2 separate regions of the Pan troglodytes genome follow, and region 2 is linked to region 1. A link is a contact called in public Hi-C data. All regions are on one chromosome and are shown on one strand. Each heading gives the region's core, a stretch centred on a gene start, on an enhancer-like site or on the middle of the called end of the contact. The rest is flanking DNA. Distances are from core to core; before and after follow the strand shown. Region 1 holds the start of LHX8 (LIM homeobox 8). Region 2 has its middle 48 kb from the start of CRYZ.

Evidence for each region. Hi-C and Micro-C count contacts between places; a contact is called where the count stands out from the background.
Region 2: a contact with region 1 is called in a Hi-C map of induced pluripotent stem cells, with 1.6 times the contacts expected there. The contact joins the enhancer-like site here to the promoter of LHX8 in region 1. A contact is called at or near these places in 2 of 7 Hi-C or Micro-C datasets (induced pluripotent stem cells and stem cell-derived neural progenitor cells) and 1 of 1 other capture datasets (stem cell-derived neural stem cells).

What each region holds. Positions count from the first base shown.
Region 1 is chr1:155,876,226-155,883,583 of NHGRI_mPanTro3-v2.0_pri, forward strand. It overlaps LHX8 (LIM homeobox 8), which reads right to left and starts at 2,479. Exons shown (of 9, transcript XM_063800329.1): 1 at 1,928-2,479; 2 at 206-292. The coding sequence starts at 280.
Region 2 is chr1:156,222,884-156,230,124 of NHGRI_mPanTro3-v2.0_pri, forward strand. No RefSeq gene overlaps it. Among named protein-coding and RNA genes, the nearest start is that of CRYZ, 48 kb to the right of the region's middle. Within about 2 kb of position 4,723, at least 2 of the 24 cell types and tissues checked have an H3K27ac peak or open chromatin away from gene starts, as enhancers often do. A contact at or near this core is called in induced pluripotent stem cells, where this site is marked.

The DNA.
Region 1 (7,358 bases), core at 1,229-3,728:
ATTCGGACCCCAGAAGTCTTGCGGCCCTGCCCTCCTCGCGGGCCAGCTAAGCTTCCCACCCCACCCAGACCCTCCCCGCCCCGTCCTCTGTCTGCTGCAGGAGGGGCCAGCTGGGCCCTGGAAGGAGCGCGGGGACAGCGGCCCTTCGTCCTGCGCCGCCTCCCCACGGCCAGTCTTGCCAGCACGCGAGCCCCTCCGCACTCACCAGTCCCTCTTCCCCGGCGCCTTTCCGAGTCCTCCCGGCCGCCAGGGCTGTAGTCCGCCCGCACTCCTCTGACATGAGCCCCTGACACTGCGGAGTAGGAGGGGGAGAAAGTATGGAGAAACAGATCAGAAGTTCCGAGCGTGCTGCCCGCCCCAGCCTCGGCGCGGGGAGCGAGCTAATGAAGGCCCTCAGAGTGCGGGGCAGCGCGTGCAGCCGTCACGGCGCCGGAGCCCGGGCGCCGCGGGCGGGCTGGCGCGCAGCCTCCTTCGCTGGCCGCTGGCGGCCGCCACCCGAGCGCTGGTAGCTCGTCCCGCGCTCCCCGGGCTCCGGGTCTCCGGCGCTCACCCGGGCACGTCGGTTCCCCGCCCCCCCGCCGGGGATAACAAGTTAATAACAATCATCCCCTCACAAAGCTCTTTCTTTCCAGACGTCAATCATAGCGGAGCGGGGAACACCGGGCTAAAGGGGGTGCGGGGCAGTGGGAGGTGGAGTGCGAGAGAAGAAAAGAGGATTGAGGAGGGGGTGGGAGAAGAAACTTGATTTCTTTAATAACCTCAATTAAAAGAGCAAGACACATATATATTTTTAAAAGGGGGCTTTTTGAATAGGATAGCCCGAAAGGTGAAGAGGTTTAATAGGATACTTGAAAGCTAATTACAGCGGGATTTAAGAAGCCTGGTGTTTGTTCCGATGACAATTTGAATGAAAATGCTTCAGATTAAACCGAGCCAGCAGCTCTTTCGTAAACTTACAGCAATTAGAGTGGCGAGTGATTTACACTCGTTTCTTTAAGGTGTAAATTGCCACTTATTGCTCAGTAAGTCAACATTTGAGCTACTAAAGGATTATTTTTAACCAGCGCAAAAAGCGGGTAGAATAATGGAAAATATCCAGCTGAATTTAATTTGTGCCATTACAAGAACTCACCCAACCTCTGACAAAATGTTTTAAAGAAACAACGCGCGTTACTCAAGTGTTTCCAAGTATTTGCTGGAGTTTTGTTCTTAAACGAAAACGCAGCGTCTCTGGGCTTAGACCGCTTTCGTTTCCAAAAACTCTAGCTCGGGGGCGGGTGGGTCCCCCGAACTCGCACTTCTGCATTTCTGACTGTTCACCTCCCCTTCTCCCTCCCTCTGGAAGCACCAGGCAAGATACCAACCTGGGGGCCTCCTGGACCGTCGGCCGAGACCCTCCCTTTCTGGAGTGCGCTCCCTACGCGGGACCCAGCGTAGCTGCACTGAGGCCGCGTCCTCACACACAAAGGGCGTTTAAACAGAACAGCTCCGCTTTCGCCTGGTGTCCCCAACCGGCTTCGGAGCAAAGAAATAGGGGCGCCCCGCGCGGGTCCTGCTGAGGCCCTCAGACAGGCTGCAGATGATTTCAAACTTAAAACACCAAATACCCACAGGTCCTGCCTCCCGAGTGAGGTGAGAGCTTGTCAGCTTCCCCAGTCTACTCAGACAAACCGCGTGACTCGTTTTGTGCCCTGCGGTTTTCTTTTGGCATTTTAGGTAAAATGGCTCTCCCGGCAAGCCCAGGGATCCCGGAGGCCTTTCTGGAGCCCCGCAGAGGGAGGTGTGCCTCAGGGCAGGCAAGTGTCCGCGGGCAGCCGAACGAAACGAGCCAGGTCTCCGGTTCTACCCGACAGCCGCCCAGTCCTCCCGACCCACTCTCCCGGACCGCCACGATCACCACAGCAAATAGAACAAAAGCACGACTCACATGGACCTGAGAGCGCCTTAGGCTCGAGGCTTCATCTCCCAAATTACAGTCTCCATGTCTCAGGTTAAGTGAGCTTTTGGGGAGGGAGTGCAATGATTACTGACTAACGCTACTACGTAATAAAAAAAAAAAATTGCCAGGTCTGAAGATGAGGCCGTTACAGGTAGTTTCTGAACCTTGTTTAGGAGCCCACACAACTCGAGTTTCAAGGACACTGCGATTCAGCTGGTCTGGCCAGGCGTCGGCTCGCTCACCTTCTCAGGGGGAACTGCCAGCTCCGGCACGTCCTTTGCTACTAGTTTACACACAAACATCTGATCGTTCTTCCAATACATGGCACTGCTAGGGCTGCTTATCACATACCAACTCCAGAGGGTCAGAGGCTGTCCGTGTCTGCCGATCTCCCCCCTCCCCCGCCCCGATCCACTAATAAAAGCTGATGCCGAGAAGGATAATGCTACAAGTGTGTCTTCGTCCAAAGAGGCCGCTGTGGCCTGACCACTTTCTGATGAACCGTTCTTAAAATTCCTTTCCCAGCTTCACTGAGCTCTGTCCCTCCAGGAAAAGAAAAAAAAAAAAAGTTTTGTTTTCCAGAGGGTGGAACCTAATATAAAGGAAGGGGGCGTGTGGGGGAAAGTCTTTTCCTGGAGAAATTGCTTCGCCTCTTTCAGGAAAACCCGCCTTCTCTACATGTTAAAATCTTTATCAGAACACGCCAACTGACTTCAGGTTTAGTACTAAAGAAAAAAAATTGGGGGATGTCCTGTTAACTTGACTTTAAAAAATCTGCTGTCTGCATTTGCCATAACTTTTAAATTCTCGCTCCCCAACCCAAACCTAAACAAAGATTCAGGTTACATCTCTTTCTGCAGCAAGCAGAAGGGGAAGTGGAGGTCTGGGTGACTTGAAAGTTTTAGTCATTCTCTTGAAACTCGCAGCTGTCCGGTGTAGCCGAGGAATGCCACCGCTCCTGGCAGCCTGGGAGCTGACTTATCTAGCAGTTCGCGCTCCCTTTCCGAAAAGTTTTCTCATTAAGATAAAGAAGGAACATCTGAGCAACACAAAAGCTTATGATTTGCGACTAGATTTGAAATCAAGGCTACAAGAAAGACAAAAGTATGTTGCTAATGAGTATTGCTCTTTCATCTCCTAGACAAAATATAAGCCCGAGCAGCCTTGTCTTCTGCCTCAAGTTCTGACTGCGGGGCGGGGAAGCGGCGGAGGGAGGTATTCAGGGTACCGTAATTTTGATTAAGATTGGAAGGTGTGTTTGTTTAAACAGACTCTTTGTGGTATAAACTTTATTTCATTATTTAGTGTATAAAGACAAATTTGGTTAAAAGATTATTTTTTAATGATTTTTGTTTCCATTTAAAAAAACTAAACTTCTGAAACTAAGAAGATCTAGGAGTCTATTTCTTAAAGGCCTTTAACAGAATCACAGGATTTTGCTTTAATTAGATGGAAATATATATGTAAAACACACACACGCACACACACATATCTTATCTCCTTGCCTTATTTGTATAGAAGAAAAAGAGCGAAATGATCTTGCCCAGACCCCAGCTCGGTCAGCAGCCGGCTAACGGAGGAGATAGAAAGCCTTTCCTGTGATGAAGTGAGCCTGTGTAAGAGTCTGGGACCGAGTTACCACTACAAATTTAGTTTTTCCTCCATTGCATTTTTCTCCCATAAACACTAGAGTCTTCAGAGCATTTTCCTATCGCCATTGTTTTTCTTTTCGCGCAGCTGCGCACAAGTTAATATTAGCCATCCCCCTGCCGGTCCTCTCTGGGAGATCTCGTTTAAATTTACCGAGCGAAGGGAGGAGGACGATATAATTAATCTGTGCCCTCTTAGGAAATTGAAAGATTGGGGTGGACTGACTTTTCCAAAAGCTAACTTGTGCGTGGGAACCAGAAAGACTTGTGTTTTTCATCAAATGCAGAAATCGGTATTGGGGGTGGTGGAGAAATTCACATAATGCATTTTCCATGAAATAGCATCGTTCTGGAGACCGCTCTTCCGAATGGGAAGTCAGAGTCGTGCAGAACATTGGCGCCATCAGGTCGTGTATAGAGCAGGATTTCGTTGAAAGTGGAATTAAACATAAAGGTCCGGTTTGGATATTTAATTACAGTGTGTGTGTGTGTGTGTGTGTGTGTGTGTGTGTGTTAGGGTTTAAAGTGAATCTGGGGTACTGTCTGGCTACTGTTGAGGAGAATTTATCGCGCGGGTCATTTGGAGATCCAGAGAGAGCTGGAGCAGTGTTAGGGAAGCAGGGCGGGGGTGCGGGCATTTATGCGGTCTTTCCACCCACCCTCGCCTAATCAGGCGGCTCTCAGTCAGGTTTTCAAAATACTAACCTTGATCTAAGAGCGTCTATCTCTGCATAAGTGGAGAAAATGATTCATTTTTAGAGGTTTCTGGGCTTGGGGAAGAAGAATGGTCGTCAGACAGGAGCAGAAGACCTGAAAGATTGGTCTGGCCTCGCTTTACTCCAGGCGCCCTGTGGGATGCTCACCTGTCCCGGGGTGCAGCTGCGCGCACCCCTCCTTGAGCTGTAAGCCTCTGGGCGGTGAGTCAATTTCTATGTCCTGGGCGGTATAAGCCTTTGGCTGGGGGTCGAGTGTGCAAGAAGAGGGGAATGTGTTTGCTATGAATCCCAGGGCTGATCGTCCTGTCGGTCTGGGGTCCAACGACCTTCTGACCTTTCGTCAGGGGTGGGCGTAGGAAGGTATAGCTTCTTCCTGGTGGCCCGGTTCCCTGGAGCTCGCGTCACGCCTCTTACCCACGCTCGTCCTCGGCTGGGGCAACGGAAAAGTTATCTTCCTACTTTACAGGGGTGCTTGGGCTAAAAATCAAAAGAGTTTTTTGTTTGTTTGTTTGGTCTTAGTAATGAGGGTTTTTAGCCCAAACGCCAATTGATTCCAATTTTGAACGAAGACTCTGATCAAAAAAACATCATCTTGTGTGTCCACAGGTGGAAAAGCAATCGCCTGCGTCGTGACAGTTCCTACCTACTAAATTGAAAATTTGAAAATCAGAGACAGGCCCACCCTGCCGTCTACCAACATCCGTGGACCACAGGGCTTTTTGCAAGCCCATGGGAAAGACAGCCTGAGAGACTTCGGAGTGCGTCCTGTCCCAGGCTGTGCCTCTCCTGCTCAAGGGAAGCCTTGAGTCTATCTCTCTAAAAACAGATGGGGGCAGGGAAGGGGTCTAGATCCCGTGGAGCCAGGCCTTGATTTGAGGTCCGGGCTGGAGAGAGGTAACATCAACCCGCCCTGACCCCCACAGCTTCCACTCACCCGAAGAGCTGCCTAATTGGGCTGCGAGCAGCTGCGAAATTTGTAATCGTCTAATAAGCCTTCTGCCTCGGTAATTCTTATCAAAAGGCATAAAACTGATATTTTCACACTCAGCTCGCACTGCAGGTGCCGTTTATAAACATCCTTCATCAGTGGGATGAAATTAAGCCTGCATTGACAGAGGTCTCTGGAACTCGATATTTAAAAGCAATAGATCCGAATTAGCAAATTATAACTTTAAGTAGGGAAAGTCCCCACCAACTTGACTATTGAACCCTTTGCCTCTGAGCTCCTCGGGGTGAGTAACCACACGTTTGAGAGAACTTAACCTGGAGGTTCTGCGGTGCTCAGGCAATCTCCGGAAACTCGGATTCCCGAAACTGCGCCTGCTACGCCTCCTCCTGCCCGCCTTCTAGGGACTCGCCTGGGTCAGACCTGTGGAGACCGGGGCGAGGCACAGCTGGAGCCTGAGAGAAAACGTGGTCAAAGGAGGCGCATCCAGGACTCCCGGGCGGACTGCAGGCGCAGAAACAGAGCCCTGCTCTTGCGGACCCGAGCTTTCCCTGGCCCGCGGCCCTCACCGCCCACCTCCAGGGCACCAGCGCCAAGGGTACAGTGGGCCATAGGACTGTAGGAGGCGGTGGAGGATGGGGAGACTTTCGCGATCATAAGAAGGTGCAGATTCTGGCGGAATTCTGGTTGGCGACTCCTTCGATCCCTGAAGGTGAAATCTCAGCTAAAACCACTCTGAAACTGTGGATGTCACACTTGGTTCAGGGTTAGGAGACCGTTTCTTTGGATTTTTGCCCATCACGTGTAACCATTATAAATATTAGTCTGGAAAAAGACTTTAGGAGATTGCTTCTAGAGGTTCTTTCCACAAACTTACCCTGCTCAGAATCTGCATAACCCCTCAGAGATGGCAGAGCTGTATACGGGCTCACCTTGGGACTTACCGGTCCCAGACTCCGTTTTAGACCTTGCTACCCACAGTTTCTGAGGGTAAGAGAGGGGTGCTTTTATTCACGCCAGTGGAGGTCGCCAAAAGCGGGCGAGGGCCTCCGTCTGGGACCCACTGGTCTCTCTCCCACTGTGGGCCAAGACTGAGGTTTGATGGGCTTCCCAGCTGGGCAAGCCTGCTCCACGCGGGACACCCGGGAATCCACTGGCGGGCAGACCCTGCCTTCGCCACCCGCCCCGAGGCATTCCTCACTGCGGTCTGATGCGCCAGCTGGGGCCAGTTGTTTCAAGCGGTTCTGGAGGACCAATAGCGGAAAGCCAAGTTCTGCGACAAAGAGTCTGTACGAGTGACTCGGTGTTTCTTTTCAGCCGGTTCGCAGAGCGCCAGTAAGCTCTCCCGGTCCGCTACGGAAGAAATAGGGGAAGCGTTTCCAGTCTAAGAGAGAGGATGGGAGAGAGAAAATTAGGAACCACGCCGAAATTAAGCAGGGCAGCCTGGAAAGCTTCCCGGCTAAAAGCTATGGCGCGAAACGCTAAAGTCCATCACACCATTTATTCATTGTGACATTTCCAAGCCGACAATAGCGCCTTAAGCACGCCTGTCGTTTGGAGGTGCCGGTTTTATATGCATTTTACTGTTTAGAATGATAAACAAATCAGGACCAATGGAAACCTGATTCTAACCTCTTTCTACAGAACTCTGCCCGCATAATTCTGTAAAAGCCGAAATCCAACGTGGCGAGAGAGAGAGAGAGAAAGAGAGAGAGAGAGAATCCAACTCTCTACCCGCCTCCCTTTACCGCGTTTCCCTACAAGTCCTAGGCAAACCGGGCAGATATAGCCTGGAGTTCGCTGATCAAGAAAGAGGATGGAACCGAGACCCTTTAGGCTTCTCCTCCCCTTCCACATCCCCGTTTTCCCACTTCCCCGGGGATGTCTGAAAGCCCAACTCGGCCAGTGTGGCAGGAAAGCTAAACTTTATCTAAGTGCAAAAACCAGATGGTTTTCTCGGTTTCTGGGGATAGGTGAGAGGCAGAAGTGGGGCTGTGTGAGCCTCCTATTCACAGGCTTGGATGACATTTTGATAAGGGAACCCTCAGCTCAAGTTGTCAGCCAGGGTGAATGAGCCCCACACAAGCCTGCGCCGACCGCCCACAACT
Region 2 (7,241 bases), core at 3,473-5,972, 350 kb after region 1:
CACTTGTCAGTTTTCTATCCAAAGATAGGTAACCATTTTTTTAATTAACTTTGATTTATAGCTTTCCAGCTTTTGTTTCTGTGTATGTATTCTAAAATATTATTTATTATTTCTAGTGTTAGTAAATTTGATCATACCACTTTTAATATTTCATTGTTTTCTTTTTTATTGAAGATAGTATTTTCTCAATGTATTAAATGTTAAGTAATCAAATATTAGTCCTCATTTTTCAACAAGTTCACCAATAATGGCTATTATAAATCATTTTATTTTTAGCAAAGAGTCAAAACAAAATATCATTTTAACTTTAATTTTTGATTATTAAATAGATTGTATCTTTTAGATATATTATTGGCTATTTGTGCTTATTCCTCTGTAAATTACTTTTCTCTTTTTTGCTAATTTTCTACAATGATATCCCTTTTTATTGATTTACACATTCTCTTTATATAGAATGACGTTAACTCTTTTTTTCTGCACACATATATAGTAGGTATCTTCTTTTACACTTATATTGACATTGTTTCTATTTTCATTATTTTTAGGAAACAAAAAACTTCTCAATTGTCATTGTCTTAATTTTTTTGTATTGCCAAATATATTTGTTTTCTTTAGAGTGAGGTTTAGAAAAGCATTTGCCACCTGAAGTTCAGATAAATATTTATCTATTTGTGTCTATTACTTTTTAAAAGTGATTTAAGTTTTTCCCAGAAGTAGCAAGTGAAGATCCATTGTGAGTCACAAAAGACCACACTACAAACCATATACTCTGCTCAGTTAGGTCTGCTCCTGGACTCCGAGGCTTTCTCCAGTCCCAGAATAATCCTTGCTTATAGGCTTGGCTTCTTGGAACAATTGTCCACCTCCAGAAGTAGAGTATGACTCTACAATTTGGGGAGCCCAATCTGATGCAATGGAGCTTTCCACATGATCATCTTTGTAGTTTTTAATGTTGTTTGTGGTTTCTATCTTGATAAAATAAAAATCTGCTTTTATGGTATATCAAAACAAATAGAATTGTAGTAAGTTACATTCTAAAAATAATATAACTATTCAATAAAATATCCGTAGTATTAAGAGGCAAACATGTCTGGGTGTAACTGACATATATTGAAACACCAGTGATTTGTTTTCTAATAATTTACATCCAAATGAGGTTTAGGATAGTCCAAGTTTAGCCTCAAACAACTTAAGACAAGAATAACTAAGATTAACCCTTTTGAGTGTGGCTGGCACCTTGTTTTCTTTCTCAAATTTAGTTTTTATTTTTATCAAAATTTGTTCATAGGTTAAAGAGTAGAACACTAACACTGATAGTAGCAAGTGTGGTAGTCTTTAGTGCTTTTTGCCAAAATTTCTGCCTCTCTATTTACTTCTGAATACATGGTAGAATTGTATGTTTTTGGTTCCCTTATATTTGTGTAGAGCCAATGTGTTGCAGGTAGAAATGAGGTATGAGGTGTGTCACTTCCAGGCTGGAGCATTTAATTACTAATGTGAGACTCTCCAGTACTTTTTTTTTTACTCTGGTGCAGTGGCTGGCAACATTCAAGACAGTATCAGCCTGGGTCTATGGGAATACAATGAATAGAGACTGCTCCTGTCAGCGGTGGACATTTAATATGAGCAAGAATAAATATTGATGCCAAAAGTCACTGAGATTTTGCAATTTTTGTTACTGCAGTATCACCTAATCTACTCTGATATGTATAATAATGGTGATATTATAATATATTGTTATTTATATTATTTATCATAAGTATTTTATGTTTACTATTATTTTATCATTTTTAAAAGCTTAGTATTGTTTTATTAATAGGTTATATTACTTGCTACTTTATCATTATTATAATAGCAAACACTTAGTTCTTACTATGTGCTAGGCACTATTCTAATGCTTTACCTATATTAACTAATTTAGTGTTCACAATTATTCATAGAAATGCCATTATTATTCTCATTTTATATGTGACAAAACTGAGGAACAAGGTGATTGAGTAACTTTTCAAGGTGGTGGAACTGAATTGTGAACCCAGGCAGTTGTTCCCAGATTCCAGCATCTTAACCACTAACACAGTTTTAGAAAGCTTCATTAGTTTTCTATTGTATAACAAATTACTCAAACTTAGTTACTTAAAACAACACTCATTTGTTATCTCACCATTTCTGTGGATCAAGTGTCTGAGCCTAGGTTCTCTGCCTCAGGATCTAAGCAGGTAGCAATAAAGGTATTGGGTTGGAGGCTTGAATGGGGAAGAATTTACTTCCAACCTCTTTCAGATTGCTGGAAAGATTATATTTCTTGCAACTGTATTACTGAGGAATCTGCTTTTTGCTAGCTTTTGGCTAGTGTCTACTCTCAGGACTGAGAGGGCACCTGCAGTTCTTTGTCGTGTCACCCTTTCCATAGGCAGCTTATGACACAGAAGTTTGTAATGGAAAAGGTGGAAAACATTCATGAAGACATGAGAAATTTAAGCAAAGATGTGGAAACTATAAAATAGAGCTAACCTGGGATACAGGATCAAGTCTGAGTACTGTGTGGTGCTTGACACTTAGATCAACATCCAGATAATCGTCATGGAGGGAGTGCTATAAATTGAAGGAGGAGAAGAAGAAGCGGGAGGAGAAGGGGAAGGATAAATGAAAGGACAAGGAGAGAGGGAAGCGGAGGGGGAGAAGGAATGGAGGAGGTGAAGAAAGAAAGCACTGTTTTATTAAAAGTTCTGTAACACATTAGGGCAAGGGCAGATCTGCAGATGCATCAAATAGAATGTAATGCAAACAGTCGGAGACATATGTCCCTTTACCATGCTTATTTGGCGCATTGAGGAATTCAGTACGTTGGGTGTAGCCAGCACCTGGCAGAGCAGTGATAAGGCATGGAGGGAACTTCAGGTTCCTGAAAGGAGGCAGTGTTAGTTTCTGACAGGAACAGTGGTGTCTGGTATACACTTCAGTATCTAACGGAAGCACAAGTGAAGGTTAGTAAATGTGTTAGCATCCCAGTGGAAACAGTAGTAAGCACATATCTCAAAACAGTTTACTTAGTTTATACATGGTATCTTCTGCAGACTCCCGGAAAATGTATTGAGGACTTTTCAGGGACTTGATGTCTTGCATGGTATGTGGGGGCCAAAAAAAAATGACACCTGGATTAATATTCTGTTAATAATATACTGTTAATATTCTGGCTATAAAATGGGCTGATAAGCCCTGCTTCTACTCAGATTTTGATGAATTAGAACTATTTCCCTTGTTGCAGAACTTTCATGATGAGGGAAAAGTGGTTTATTTCCTTGCTGTGTATAAAGTTGCTCAGTTGATATAACAGTCAGTTAAGAAATCAAAGAATATTCACCTTATTTTAGAATAAGTCTTGTTGATCCAAACCACAGGTGTTATTCTGTTAATGGTTTCATTTGTTCTTGAAAGACATCAACAGTCTTTTCCCCTTTCTATTTGGCATTCTTTTCTTTCCAGAGCATAGCTTATTGTGTGGGGGCTATGCCTTTTCCATTTTCGTTTATAAAAACTACTAGGCACTGCTTTAGTTACTTTACATTTGTTGAGACAATTTCTTATTCTCAACTAACCTAATTTTATTTCTGGTGAAACTTGACTATCCTTAATAGGCCTTTCTGTTTTAATTCCTTGCATATTAGCACTGCTTTTCAACATCACTAGGTTGATTACAATCAAGAGCTTTAACTGCACCATCCTTCAGTTTAGGTTTCAGTGTATGGATTTGAACAACTTATGCAACTCTGTCAAAAAAGGATTAACTCTGTCTTTAAGATTGAATTATATTCTTAGCAGAGTCTCCATTGAGAGTCACTTTTAAAAAAAGTAATCCAGGTGGCTCATAGTACCAAGTCAAGTATAAAAATAATAGAAATAATGACTTCTTTCTACTGTGTACAATGAAATTTGATGGAAATATTCAGGCCATGCAGCACTTGCCATTTTTAACATTATATTTGCAACAACATTTGCAGCTATAAGATAAAATATAATAATGATAATTACTGAATTATTAGTTATATCCACAGTTTTTGTAAAAAAAAGAAACACTTTTAAGTTCACTAAGTCAAATAAGAGTCCTTAATGTTTTGTGCAATTGTATGTTGTGTTTATTGGGTATTGGTGGCTAAATTCTTGTTGGTAAAAGGGTGGGAGAGAAATGAGAGGCCTCTAGAGCAACCAAACTGTATTATAGTTATATCTTGCTTGTGATATACAACAGATACCGGATGGAAAACTGGACCTACAAAGTAATTCATTAAAAGTTGATAATTTGATTTCTAAAAGGATTCACTGCAAGGGGTTTTAAATTGTGGTCTCTAGAAAATAATGAAATGCTTATCAATTTTATTGCTAAAAGCAAGGTACATGTACGTCTGCTACTTTAGAGCTGAGCTGTGGAGATTACAAAAAAGTTCTGGGTTTTCCTTACAGGTAAGCTCCCCCCATCTGCCCTCTGACCCCCTACCAACGAACTTCAAAAACAAATGCATTAATTACCAATAGTTTTGTCCACATTTCTACCAGATTTGCCTGGTGAGCTTGATTTTCAGCAATGGCTGTAAAGGTGCTGCTGCTGGTAATCACTTTTGTGAGTATAGCTGAGAAGAAAGCATTTTACAAATAACATCCTGCAGTAGGCCTGGGAGGGCAAAGCTCAGGGTCTCTTGCCTGAGAATAAGCTTTTTTACATCCTGATTTTTCCTGTCATTTACTGTTACTCAGAGGGAGAAGCACAGAGAGTGGGGTTTTGTGGCTTCAGGTTCATTTACATATGCATTGTTCAAAACCACTTGGACCTAGGCAAGGCTCAATTTTGAGATTCTGCTGACCTAGCAAGGAAGAGATTTAATGATGAACACGAAATTAGAAATGAAGATTTAAAAAACAATAAAAACAAACTTGTTTTAGTGAAAACTTTCATGTTACTTTAAAGGAAATGTAATGCAAAACAATTTCTTTCTTCTCAAACTGACACAAATTGACTGTTGATTTTGTTTTTAACCTTTTACTTTTCTATCTTGCTCTGATTTTCTTTAAACAATTATGTTAGGAACTGATGGGATATCGTTCTCCATTAAGAGTTCAAAAGAGATTTGCTCAAAGTTAAAAACTTTTGTGCTTTAGAGACACCATCAAGAAAGTGAAGAGTCAACCCACAGACTGTGACAAAATATTTGCAAATCATATATCCAATAAGGGACTTATGTCCAGAATATATAAAGAATCCTTAAAACTCATTAATAATAATTTTAAAAAACTAAAAAATGGGCAGAGGACTTGAATAGACATTTTTCCAAAGAAATATACAAATGGCTTATCAGCACATGAAAAGGTTGTCATCATTAGTCATTAGGGAAATAAAAATCAAAATCACTAGATCAAATTTTCACACACTAAAATGGCTATAACTAATAAGACAGACAATAACAAGTGTTGATAAGGTTGTGGTAAAATAGGAACTTTATACATTGTGTTGGGAATGTATAATAATGCAAACATCTGCAAAACAGGCTAGCAGTTTTTAAAAAGTTAAACAGGTTTATCTTATGACTCAGCAGTTCTGTTCCTATGTATCTACCCATGAAAATATATGTCTACACACAGATCTATACAGGAATGTCTGTAACAGTAATAATACAAACATCCCAAAAGCACAAACAATTCACATCCAAATGTCTGTCACTGGATGAATAGATAAAATGTGATGCATTCATACAATGGAATACTATTCATCACTAAAAAGGAAAAATAGGACTGTACATGCTACAGTGTGGAGGAACCTCCAAACTTTAAAAATATCTCAATGAAAGGGCCTGACAGAAAAGAACACATATCATATTATTCCATTTATATGAAATGTCCCAGAAAGGCAAACATATAGAAATAGAAAATAGAATCATGGTTGCATAGGGCTGGGGGTGAGAATGGAGAGTGATTGTAAATGGGTGTAAGATTTCTTTTTAGTATGATAGAAATGATCTAGAATTAGGTTGTGATCATAGTTGTGCAATTCTAGAACTCTACAAAAGTTTATTAAATCATACATTAAATGAATGAATTTTATGGTTGGCAAATTATAACTCAAGAAAACTGGGGAAAAATTCATTATGAGTTTTGACTCAGATTTTGAGGGAATTACTACCTACCAGAATGGTATTAATCTTTGTGAACTTCCTTTTATTACACAGGTTTATTATGACCCAGACTCGAGGGTGTTTTTAAGAAAATTCATTTCATGGAAATTATTAGGACATTTTAATTTGGGGGAACAGGAGCAGAAGAGGGGTGTAGGGCACAGATTCTTACATGTGTATAGTTATTTGAAGATGATCAGCTCATTCCAACGTTGAAACTCCAGTTTCTTTGGTGATTTTCTAATAAGTTTTAAGGTGTAAAATGTGCTGAGTTTAACTCCTAATAAAAATATCCCTTACTGTTGACAAGAACAAATCTTTTTAACTTAGAGGAACTATTAAGTAATTTTTGAACCTGATAACGTAAGTTTCTATTTTCGAGAGTTTTTAAATGCCTTCTTTCCATAGGCTTTAAATATGGTAGAAAACGTATAAAATGCCCTCCAAAATAAAGCAAACAAGAAAGATCTTGTTTCTGTAATATTTTCTAGAGAACAAAGACTATGCTAGTGTCAAAGTTGAATGTGCCCTCTGATGTCTCAGCCCCAGCTTTTTACCACTACACCTGTTTTTTTTTTTTTGAAGGGTTAGAGAAATGGGAAATATGCTCTAACAAGCTTCAAGTCGCTTTCCAAACTTATTTATTGAGTGTAGAAGTTCAAGTTCCAACATGACTGTTATTTAGAGTGAAAAACTTCTCTCTGAAAATATAAAATAGGCACATTAATGAGCCAAATGTACATTGGTTACCTGCTCCCATCCCCCACCCCCTTTTTTTAAAGAGATATGTTCTGCGTGATGGAGGCTAAAAGGTGGCAGCTGTGCCAAAGTAGTGGACCCTAAATCGCTGTGCAAAAAAGAGAGGGGGAGCCTCTGATTGCTCACAGTACAGGAGTGAATATGCGCTCTCAACCACAAATCAAGCAAGCTGAAGAAAAAAAAGGCCCAATCAAGGCAGTAATGGCCTCCACTTCACAATCAGACAAGTGCTTCTTACTTGAAAAATCCTACCATTTATAGCTGATTGCTAACCCGAGCCTCATTTCTAATCTAAAGGGCGAGTAATAATTTGGAAAAGGA